Linked DNA regions of Hordeum vulgare: region 2 is linked to region 1. Evidence: chromatin contacts called from public Hi-C data. All regions are on one chromosome and are shown on one strand. The core of a region is the stretch at or near the end of the contact, and the rest is flanking DNA. Distances in the headings are between cores, read along the strand shown.

Region 1 (5,609 bases), core at 2,441-4,940:
AACGGAAGGCCTAGCCTTTTGCCGGGTGCTTTGTTCCGTTATTGCCGCCCTAGTTACCGGCTACCGGTGTTTGATTCCATATTGATCGCTCCTAACACGTTCGGGGTTGTTATGGGGACCCCCTCGATAAATCGCGTAGTGTTAAGGCTTGTCCGGTAGGACCCAACATTGGTGTTAATTTGCTAATCACTTAATAATAATCTGCATAGGGGATGGCCTACCCGAGGAATTTAATCAACAACCCGGGCCAATGCTCCTCATGAGTGTTGGTCCAAACTAGAGTCGTGTGCGGGGCCAACCCGGGGCAACTCGGGAGATGTCTATCAGGCCACTGTACGCTGTGCTCATCCGGCGTGTCCTGAGACTGAGATACGCGGCTCTTATCAGGGTCGTCGACACGTCGGGAGGTCCTGCTAGCTTTGCCTTACCTTAGCGATATATCTTGCATATATGAATCCCGGTGAAGCTTTGGTTCTCCCCAGAGTTGAGGTTTTCCTCTAAGGAATCCGACGAGATCACGAGATTCGTGATAGAGGATTACTTTGCGGCCTGTTTACGTTTGTGATGGGCTAGTTGGAGCTCCCGTGCAGGGTTTAATCTTTCGGAAAGCCGTGCCCGCGGTTATGTGGCAACTTGGAATATTTTGTTAACATCCGGTATTAGATAACTTAAACATAAACTAATAAAATTGCCAACCGTGTGCGTAACCGTGACTGTCCCCTGAAAGATCTCTCTTCGATCGGGAACACGGTGGGGTTATGAATGACGTAGGTAGGTGTTCAGGATCACTTAGTGATTAGGTACTCTCGACCGCTAGTATAGTCCACCTTCATAAATGTTCTACGTAAGTTAGCCACCATTTCAAGCTTAGGTTGCTGCAACCTTAAACACTCAACCTATCCAACCTAATAACTTGACTAGTTCTGGCACCAAGGTCATAGATTGCTCAGTCCCCGTGGCTCACAGATTTCTTCACAAAATCAACAGGTTCAGGTACCCCGGAGACAGGTGATCCCGACGGCACGCAACTGGCGTGGCGGTACAACGAGGAGTCCAACCGCCTGTACGTGAACTATTTAGAAGATTGAGGCGTGGTCGCGATCGTGGGCCAACAAGCAGGCTAGCATAGCCTTTCCTCTTGTTTTGTAGTCCGTAGCAGAACTACTTTGATTGTATGCGTGATGTACTCTGATATATTTATGAGAAGGCAATTGAACCCCTGATTGTCTATCTTTTATTATTATGTATGTGATGTGTTACCTGTTTGCGAGACGCTTAGATGCACTCCTTTCCAATTCGGGACCTCGATCCCCAGATCGGAAAGGACCGCATCTTGGTCGTTACAATTCAGTTTGTTGATATCGGACTCAACGGGGCCTTCAGCGGTTTGCTGGCGGGCTTCAAGGTAAACCATGTAGTGTTAGATTTATTTATAAGGTTTTACATGCCTTATAGGTATAATAGCCCTCGAGCCATGGGTGAGTTGAAGAACTTACCCGTGACTCAAAAGAACTTATAGTCATGAACAAAAACAGTTCGGGGACCCTTTGAACTATAACAGCTCAAGGGGGGTACTTCGACCGAATGTCCCAGTTCCGATAGCTCGGATGCTTACCAATCCATAACTTGTCTCGCAGGCCTTGTCCTCGGTTGTGGCCACCAACGCCCTTGAACTTGCCGGGCTGAACCGAAAAACTCAAGGTTTCCGATGAGGAGCTCATCCGTCTTAATAGTCGGTTTGACAAGAAGCAGGGTAAGCTTGATGCGTGGCGCTAAGACTCTTGTTGTACTAAATAGGTTAGTACCGTCTGGCTTTGGTATATGACATCTTGATTTCGATTCATGTGAGGAGCTATGGACGTGGAGTTTGAGAAACTCAGGGCCGAACTGGAGAAGGCCAAGCAAGAGGCCACCGCTCATAAGATGGTGGCCGAACAGACAGCCGTCGAGCTAAACTCGTTGAAGGTTGAGAGAGGCGGAAACAAGGCTAGGGTGGCTGAGGTTTAGCGGAAGCTTCAAGATGCGAGCGCTAAGAGCGAGGCCTTGGAACAAAAATCTAAAGAATAAGCGGCTGAGCTATCCAAGTTGTCCTCCGAACTCAAATCAGAGCGGGTAGAAAGGCGTTTTTTCGAAGAAGAAGTGCGCCAAGCCAAGAAGATTGCGGATGGTAAGACATACTTACTGCAATGTGTCTTTGGTGGAAACAGGTTTGCCTTTCTTACACGGCTATGGCGTTCCCTATGCGCCTTCACGGACCTTCCACGGAGTGTAGCAGACGTGACCAAGCACTACGCGGCCCAAGATGGGGACGTTGAGCAGAGGCTTTTCTGCGCACAGTTTCAGACTCCCGAGCCCAACCCCCTTCTCGTCTACCAAGATGAAACAGCTCATGGAGTTGCACAGGATGGCGGAGCCTACCATGAAGGACCTCTACATACGGTTGTGGCCTACCGAGCCTCTTCCGAGCAGTTACTTCGGCTTAGTGCGGAAGTTGTACGACGCCGTGACTCAAATCGAGGTCCTGAAACGCTCTGTTTGCATAGAGAAAGCTTAGATGGCTTTTTGCGAGGACCATGATGCACTCGCCAGGGGCGAAGGCCCCTACACTTGGGTTGTTACATGCGGATCGGAAAGCTGTGTGACCCAAGCCGTCCTCAAGGTCATCGCCGTGCAACACAAGGCCGTCGTTGAGGACAACAAGGCCCGCGTCGTCAAGGCCACACAGGCGGTGACAACGCACACCCTCCTCATGCTAGTGTTTAGCTGACCCAAGCCGACCACTCTTTCCGTTGCCATCATGGCCTCGACGAGCACATGCTTGTCAGCCGTTCGCCCTGCACAGGACCGGTCGTCGAGCTTCTCCACAATGTTGGAAACGGGCGGTATTCATCCGACTCACGAGCATGCTGCGATAGGGGTGTTCATCTTATAGGCTGGCATGTGCGCCAGCCGCTGACGCTCTTGTTGACTTGAAACTATGAAGATGTTTATTTTGTAGGTTGGCACGTGTGTTGGCCGTTGACGCTCTTGCCGGCGTGAAATTATGTGTGCCGGCCGTTGGTGCTGTAGCTGACATGAACTATGACCGTGGCGTCTAAGAGGGTGTTTGTTTCCAGGGACATTGGTTTTGGGACTTAAAAAAGTCCCTATAAGTCCCACCTAAACCAAACACAAGGGACTTATTGGGACTTATTATGGTTATTTGGGACTTATCAAATAAGACTCTCTAGTAGGAGCTTATTGGGACTTATTGCTGGTTAGGCCCGCGGAAGTCTCCCGCATCGATCCAGTGGCCGCGTCGCTCGCTCGTCGCTCGCACCGCCCCAATCGCCGCTGGCCGCGCGCCCGGTCGCCGCCCCGCCCCGCCCGGTCCCCGGTCCGTCGCCGCCCGATCGCCGCCCTGCCCCGTCGCCACCCGGTCTCCCTCGGTCCGTCCCCCCCCCCCCCCCCCCCGTCCCGTTATCTGCGCTGGAGTTTTCTGGTCCTGCTACTCCAGCAGTACGCATGGTTCATGTTGCTGGTTCCCTAGGTAGAATAGGAAAACAGAATTCAGCACTAGTATTGTTGCCGTTTCCTGTATAATAACTGAAAAGGATGGAACTGATAACATTTTGGAACTGATGACTATTCTGCAATTCATTTGTATGAACAAGGGTTATGTGAACAAGTGTATTTTATTATGTGCAACATGGATTTATAAGTCCGTGTAAACAAACAGGTAGGAACTCGGGATTTATGAGTCCCTGTAAACAAACTGTAAATAAACAGGTAGGGACTTATGACTTATAAGTTAACACTTGAAAAAGTTTTAGGACTTATGAAACAAACAGGGCCTAAATTTCAGTTCCCATTTCTTCACAAAAAATTCAGGCGGCGGGACGAATTCGTCCGCCGGTGTCGCAGCAATGGTGCCGTCGCTGTGCTGTGCTGTGCAGCAACGAGCGGCAGGAGAGGGCAGCGTGGGCGGTGTCGTCCCGTCCCGTCCCACAAGGCTCGCATGTTACCCTCACGCCGTCAATCGTCATCGACTGGCCACAAAAGGGAAGCTGGCGGAGGCGAGCACGCGCACCGTGACTCGGCCGGAATAGAAAACCCCACTCCCGATCCCACCCGCGGATTCCCCGAGCCTCACCCCGCCTCGCCCAATTCCGCCAGCCAGCCCAACGCTCTCTGCTCTCCAGGCCCGAATGGCGGCGGAGGCCCGGGCCGAGGGCTCCGGGCCGCCCGCGCCGCCTCCGCTGCCCGTCCCCGAGAAGCGCCCGGCCCCGGTAGACGGCCGGGAGGAGGAGCGGCCCGGGGCGAAGCGGCGCCGCGCGAGCGTCGCCGCGCTCGACGACGTGCCCTGTGCCGCGGCCAAGGGCGGGGACGGCGAGGCGGACGGGAACCGGGACGGCGGCTCGTCCTTCTCCTTTCAGCACGCGCCCGGCGGTTTCGTGGCGCTGGAGAGGACGCCCAAGTTTGGGTCGTTCAACCCGCCGGTGGCCGCCGAGCAGGAGGCCCTCGGCCCGGAAGATTCACCGGCTGTGAAGGAGGAGGAGGTGGAGGAGGATACGGCCTCGGCCACCGGAGTCGAGGATGGCAAAGACGGGAGTTCACAGTCAGTGGCGGCGGTGGACGATCGGGGCCGTCGCCATCCGGCAAGACAAACTGAATCGGAATCGGAACGATGACTTTGCTTGGAGTTGGAGTGGTAACGGACGGCGACTCCCTTGATTCGATTAGTTTCTTCTCCGCAGCTCAGTTTAGATTTCAAGGGCGTCAATGTTGTTCTCTTCCTTGCTAGATCATGTGATGGTTGCAGTTGAACGGGATCTATGCCAAAGCTTTGTTTTTCTCATGGAATGGAAGATTTGAAGTCAACGTTGATTCCTCTTATATCTAGAACCAAACCTGGTGTTTTTCTCTCATGCAGAATGCACCAACTCTTCTTGCCAAGTGATCTGGAAACAATTGTGATTCCTTATGGCTGCGCATGCTGGTGAACTGGTGATAGGTACCTACTGAAATACGAGTAGTTAATTCCAGGATTTGCTTAATTTCGTTGCCGTTTCCCATTACAAATTCGATTTTTCTTATCAACAAACTTGATAGTGTAGCTGTTCTTCTCATGTCAGCATGGATTGGAACAAATTCACACCTGTGTACCACAACCACAAAACTGAGACCAAATACAGAGCCTCACTCAGTCAGTCAACGACCGGTGCTGCCTCTGACAGTGAGTCTTCCTTGCTAAACGTGGCACTCGATGACATTGGTTCCCTGTACCATTCATTCTCCTCGCGAGTGAGAAAGCGAGCCTCTGCACCAAAAACACGAAGGATTCGAAATTAGCGCAATATAGGTTCCAGATTGTTTGTTTAACACTCCTTTTGTCTAATCGGATATGAGCAATCCAGTTTTGTCATGTGTTCAGCAATTCAGGTAAGCGTTTTGACCGAGTATAGATGAGAAACATAAACTCTGTGAAATGCAACAGCCAGCATACCTGACACAAAAACGTCCTTGTAGTCTTCATCGTCATACACAAACGCAGGTGGGTCTGGGGAACCAATTCCGACAATCGTGCTTCCACTGCATGAAGCATTCACAATGTTGTCCGAATTAAATAC
Region 2 (5,264 bases), core at 1,882-4,381, 130 kb before region 1:
TTTGTTTTTGTTTCCTTTTTTATTTTACCTCACATTCTTTTTCGTTTTCAAATATTATTTTTCTTTTTTCTTTATGTTTTCCATTTTCTTTTTTTCTTTTTCCTGTTTATTTTGTACAAAAGTTTCAAATAATTTTCAAAATTTATGAAAATGTTACCGTTTTCAAGATATGTTCACCATTTCAATAAATAGTTCATATTCCAATGTTCAAGAGTTTCAATAAATGTTGTGGTTTTCAAAATTTTGTTCACAATTTCAAAATGTGTTTGTGTTTCAAGAAGTTTCAAAAAATGTTCAGAAATTTCGAAAAATGTTCAGATTTAAAAATATGTTCATAATCTATTAGAAAAATGTCCGCGATTTCAATATTTTGTTAGAAATTTTAAAAAAAAATATTATGTTTTCAAATTTTGTTCGCATTTCTAAAAAAGCAAACAAATACGAAGTTTGTTCGCATAGTATTTTGTTCTGAATTTAAAAAATGTTTTATTTACAATTTTTGTTCCAAAACTATAAACTGTTCATGATCTCAGAAAATAGTGAGGAATTTCAGAAAATATTCACATTTTCTTAATTCATTCTTTTTTAAAATATTCGACATTTCATATTCCGCAATTTACAAGAATTTTCCAGTTTGTCTAAATCTCAACCTCTGCAATGTTTCTTATAGGGTTTTTGTGCCGTTATGTCCAATGGCTTAAGTTTGGTGTATTGGCAAACGGCTCATGGTTAGGAGCCTGCACGGTGCAAGGTGTCACGATTGAATCATGCGAGATGTAGGTTGGAAAAACTCTATTTGACAATCTTTATATCAAATAGTCAGGCAACCGCACAGGGGCGTGATCCACCAGAATTCCTATTTGGCGCCACATGCTCCCGTTACAGTGCAATTCTGCTAACAGACGCCAGCAGCAACCCGCGCTGGGCCGACCCATTTCAGCATTGTTTTCTTTTCTGAATACAATAAAAAGGACTAGACGCCGCGGGGAATGGAACTCTCGACCTCCAGCTTGGGTTAACATGCAGTAACCACCACGCCACTGAACCCGATCAGATGACTAATTTTCTATTGCTCTTTTTTATTTCTTTCTTTGGTTTTCGTTTTTTGCTTCTGTTTTTTGTTTTTTGCTTCTCTTTTTTCGACTCTGTTTTTTTATTTTGTTACCTCATGGCTTGATGATTTTTATAGTTTGTGAACTCTTTTTCCAATTCATCAAACTTTTTTCAAATCGAATGAACGTTTTTACAAATTTGATGAACTTTTTTCTCAAATTGAATGATTTTTTTTAATTCGATGAACTTTTTTCACATTTGATGAAGTTTTTTCAAAATCAATGAACTCTTTTTAATTTGGTGACTTTTTCGAATTTTGATGAACTTTTTCCAAGTCTAATGAACTTTTTTAGAAATTTCGATGAACCTTTTTCAAATTTGATCAACTTCTTTTGAAAACTGATTACCTTTTTTTCAAATTTGATGACCCTTTTTTGAATTTTTTAATTTCGATGAACTTTTTTGAAAACCGAATTTTTTTCAAATTTGATGAACGGTTTTCCAAATCACTGAACTTTATATGAAAAATAATGAACCTTTTTCCAAGTTTAAAATCTGTCAACAAATTTTCCTATTGGGAAAACTTTTTTTTCCAAAATCGACGTACTTTAGTTTCCAAAAATTAATGAAATTTGTCAAGGCCTGCAGGGGTGCCGCGCTGTTTGATGGGCCGGCCAACGCGGGTGTTGCAGGCACAGGGAGGGCAAACCGGCGCCTGTAGTGCCGTATAGGAGGTCCCATGATCCATTGGCCTGCCCATCTTCATCTGCGTGCCGTTCCTTAAGTTTTTTTTCATTTCGGTGATTCTTTCTTTTCACTTTTGATATTTTTTTTCTTTTTCCTTTTTCCTTTTTAGCTTTTAAAAAAGTTCAAATATTGTTTAAAATTTTCATAAATGGTCATGTTGCCAAAATTTCATCACATTTTTGAAATAATGTTCATCTGTTCAGAATTTAGTCACAATTTTCAAAAATATTCCTTTCCTCAATTTTTTGTCCAGAGTTTTAGAACATGCTCCCTTTATCTAGAAAAGTACAAATATTAAAAGAATCGTGATTTTTAAATTATGTTCCTTTATCAATGTATTTTTGACTTATTCAGAAAATGTTTCTTTTTTGATTCCTTTCTTCTAAAATTTGAAAAGTAATCACTATAAGAACATTGATTTCTATAATTATTTTGGGGATTTCAAAAAATATTTATCTTTTCCCAAATTTAAAAAATACTCTTGTTTTCAAGTTTCGTTCATGTATTACCAAAATTGATTTGTTTTTTTAATTCCAGGACACTTTTTGAAACACAAATAATTTTGTCAAAACAGTCAACAAATTTTGAGAATAAGACTATTTTTTTAATCATGAACATTTTATGAAAACCGTGAAGAAATTTTAAAAAGGAACAAATATTTGAAACAAAAAATATTTGTATGAAATCATAAATTTTTTTAAACAAGAACATTTTCTTAAATTCCAGTTTTTTCAAAACACAGACATTTTGAAAAATCATGAAGCTTCGTGATTAAGAGAACAGTTTTTGAAACCCACTTTTTTAAATGACCACATTATGATAATTTTTTGTAATTTCGGATTGTTTTTGAGTTATGAATATTGAAATAAAGATTGTGAAAAAACATTTGTACGTGAGAACATTTTCTGAAATTCAGTATAAAATTTGTGAAATATCAAAAAAAAAAGGAAAAGGGAAAAATATAATACGAAAATGCAAAACTGAAAACGAAAACAATATTTTATTTTGAGAAATAAAAATATCTTTTGAAGTTATCAGAAAGCTTTTAATATATGACTATATTTTGAAATTTGGAATATATTTTTACAGAAAGAACATTTTTCGAAATTTAACAATAAATTTTGAACGTGAACTAGGTTTAAAAATCTAAAATAATATTGAAATAGAAAAAGTAAAAAAAACTAAAACTAAATAACTAAATAAGAAATAACACAGAAATTATGAAAAAGAAGGAAACAGGAATATTTTTGACGCTGTTGTACTGGGCTGGCCCATTTGTCGACCCCCCCTGCGGCGCCACTTTAGTTTGATGCACGGTGCGTCAAATAGTGGCTTTTACATGTATGTTCCCTCGCATCAGGCTCCAGACTAAGTACAGTCCATATAAATATTCTAAATGTTTTCTCAAGAAAGTAATATAAATTATATATATATGTATATGGAACTTACACTTTAAATAAAGCATTTGGTGAAAATGTAAAGAAGGTATTAAAGAAATATCAAATGTGTATTGAGAAAAAGTTTGTCATGTATACAAAAACATTTAAAAAACAATTTGTTTAAAAAATATTGATCACGTATTTAAGAAATATACTCCCTCCGTTCCAAAATAAGTGCCACTCACTTAGTATAAAATTTGTACTAGTTTAGTTATAGATTTTCGACACTTATTTTGGGACGGAGGGATTATTTGAAAAGCATTTGATTTAATGTCAATAAATTATTTAAAAGAATTAAGTGCTTATAAAAAATGTTTGTCAAGTACACAAAAAAGATATATATAAAACAAAAGCAATGTATGGAAATATGTTGATCATGTGTTTAAATAATATTAAATATATGTAGATAAATTATTTCTCATCTATTTGAATAATGTATATAAAAATATACAATGTGTATGAAAAACCTTAATCATGCATTTGGAAAAATGCTAATGAAATATTTGAATTTTTGAAAATGTGTATAGATTTATTATTTTTATGTATACAAAAAATATATACAAAACAAATACAATGTGTATGAAACATGTTGGTCATATTTTTGCAAATATGACATGTGTATGAAAAATATTCCTGGCGTATACAAAAAATGGAAGTTGTGCGTGAAAAATATTTATTGCCATTGAAAAATGTTTGCCGTGTATTGAAAAATGTTTCATACCCATGTAATGTATACAAAAAATGTTTGCCGTGTATTAAAAAATATTAATCATGTCTATGATGTATTGGATATATACCACAAATGTATAATGTATATGAAAAATATTGGTTATGAAGATAAATTCCTTCTAAAAAAGGTTAATCATATTTTCAATAATGTTGAACGAGCATATAAATATGTTCATAATGTATACAAAAAAAAAGGTAATGAGTACTGAACAATGTTGGCATCTGTTGAAAAAAAAACCCGATGAAAATTGATAAAAGAAACAAATAAAAAAGAAAATCAATGTGAAAGATTGAAAGCTGTGAAAACAAAGAAATAAACAAGGAAAACAAAGAAGACCGACGGAAACCACGTAAGAAATAAAGAAAAAAAGAATAAAACACCAATAAAAATGAAGAAAGAACAAAAGAAAAGAAAAGAAAGTAAAAACAAAGAAAATCGGTGGAATATTAATAAATCCAAAGAAACCCACGAAGAAATGAAACATATCGAAAGAAGAAACGGAAAACCCCTAAACTATGAAGACGGTGCAACACAATGAAAAATAGCACTACAAGATTCGCTTGGTTCTATAGCGATTTGTAGAAGCTTCATGCGATGCCATGCTACATATGTGTGTCACCCTCGGCAAAAACGACAAAAATGACTTTTTTGGGTAGCGCCTAACACTTTTGGGTAGCGCCTAACACGTAGGCGCTATGCTACACTCGGTAGCGTCGTTGTCACGAACGCTATACTCCCTGCCAACATGGCCTCACACAGTCAAGTCAGGGCTCACGTATGATTGTGTGAAGCCTTTCGTCTAGGCGTTACACTTTATCGTGTGAAACCTTTGTCTTAGGTGCTATACGCTGACTTAGAGAATTTTCAACTCGTCCTAGCTCTTATATGCTCTCTAACCTCGTCAGTGGACAAACACTAAGTCCTAGTGTAGCGCTTGTACCTTCGGCGCTATGATAGCGGCTTCCCCTCATGTGCTATGATAATTGAACTGTATGTCCAAAGAGCAATATAGAGCATTTCTTAGTAAATGTGCTAGTCTATTCATAGAGATTTTAGTTCCCTATTTTGTAGTAATGCGCTAGTTCATGGATGAAAAGAATACGGATATAAGTACATACATGTGTTTTAAGTATTATGCATTGAGTGTGCATGTGTTCAGTGCCAATTTGCATAGGGTAATATAGGTCAAGCAATAAAATCCAAAACTAGACTACTAATAGAGCATTGTTGATGGCAAAAACAAATGCCAACATGTTCCACTTCGATAAAAAGATAAAAAAATGAGGTGCAGTAAA

What was found. A called contact is a pair of places that touch in the nucleus more often than the background predicts.
Region 2: a Hi-C map of leaf shows a contact between it and region 1, with 2.0 times the contacts expected there. The contact joins the enhancer-like site here to the promoter of LOC123444627 in region 1. A contact is called at or near these places in 2 of 6 Hi-C or Micro-C datasets (leaf and seedling).

What each region holds. Positions count from the first base shown.
Region 1 is chr3H:518,821,194-518,826,802 of MorexV3_pseudomolecules_assembly, reverse strand. It overlaps LOC123444627, which reads left to right and starts at 3,690. Exons shown (of 2, transcript XM_045121415.1): 1 at 3,690-4,690; 2 at 4,784-4,875. The coding sequence starts at 4,188. The coding sequence ends at 4,670. It overlaps LOC123444625 (4-diphosphocytidyl-2-C-methyl-D-erythritol kinase, chloroplastic), which reads right to left. Exons shown (of 11, transcript XM_045121411.1): 10 at 5,486-5,571; 11 at 5,016-5,299. The coding sequence ends at 5,187.
Region 2 is chr3H:518,947,553-518,952,816 of MorexV3_pseudomolecules_assembly, reverse strand. No RefSeq gene overlaps it. Among protein-coding and RNA genes, the nearest start is that of LOC123440385, 25 kb to the right of the region's middle. Within about 2 kb of position 3,131, at least 2 of the 3 cell types and tissues checked have open chromatin away from gene starts, as enhancers often do. A contact at or near this core is called in leaf, where this site is marked.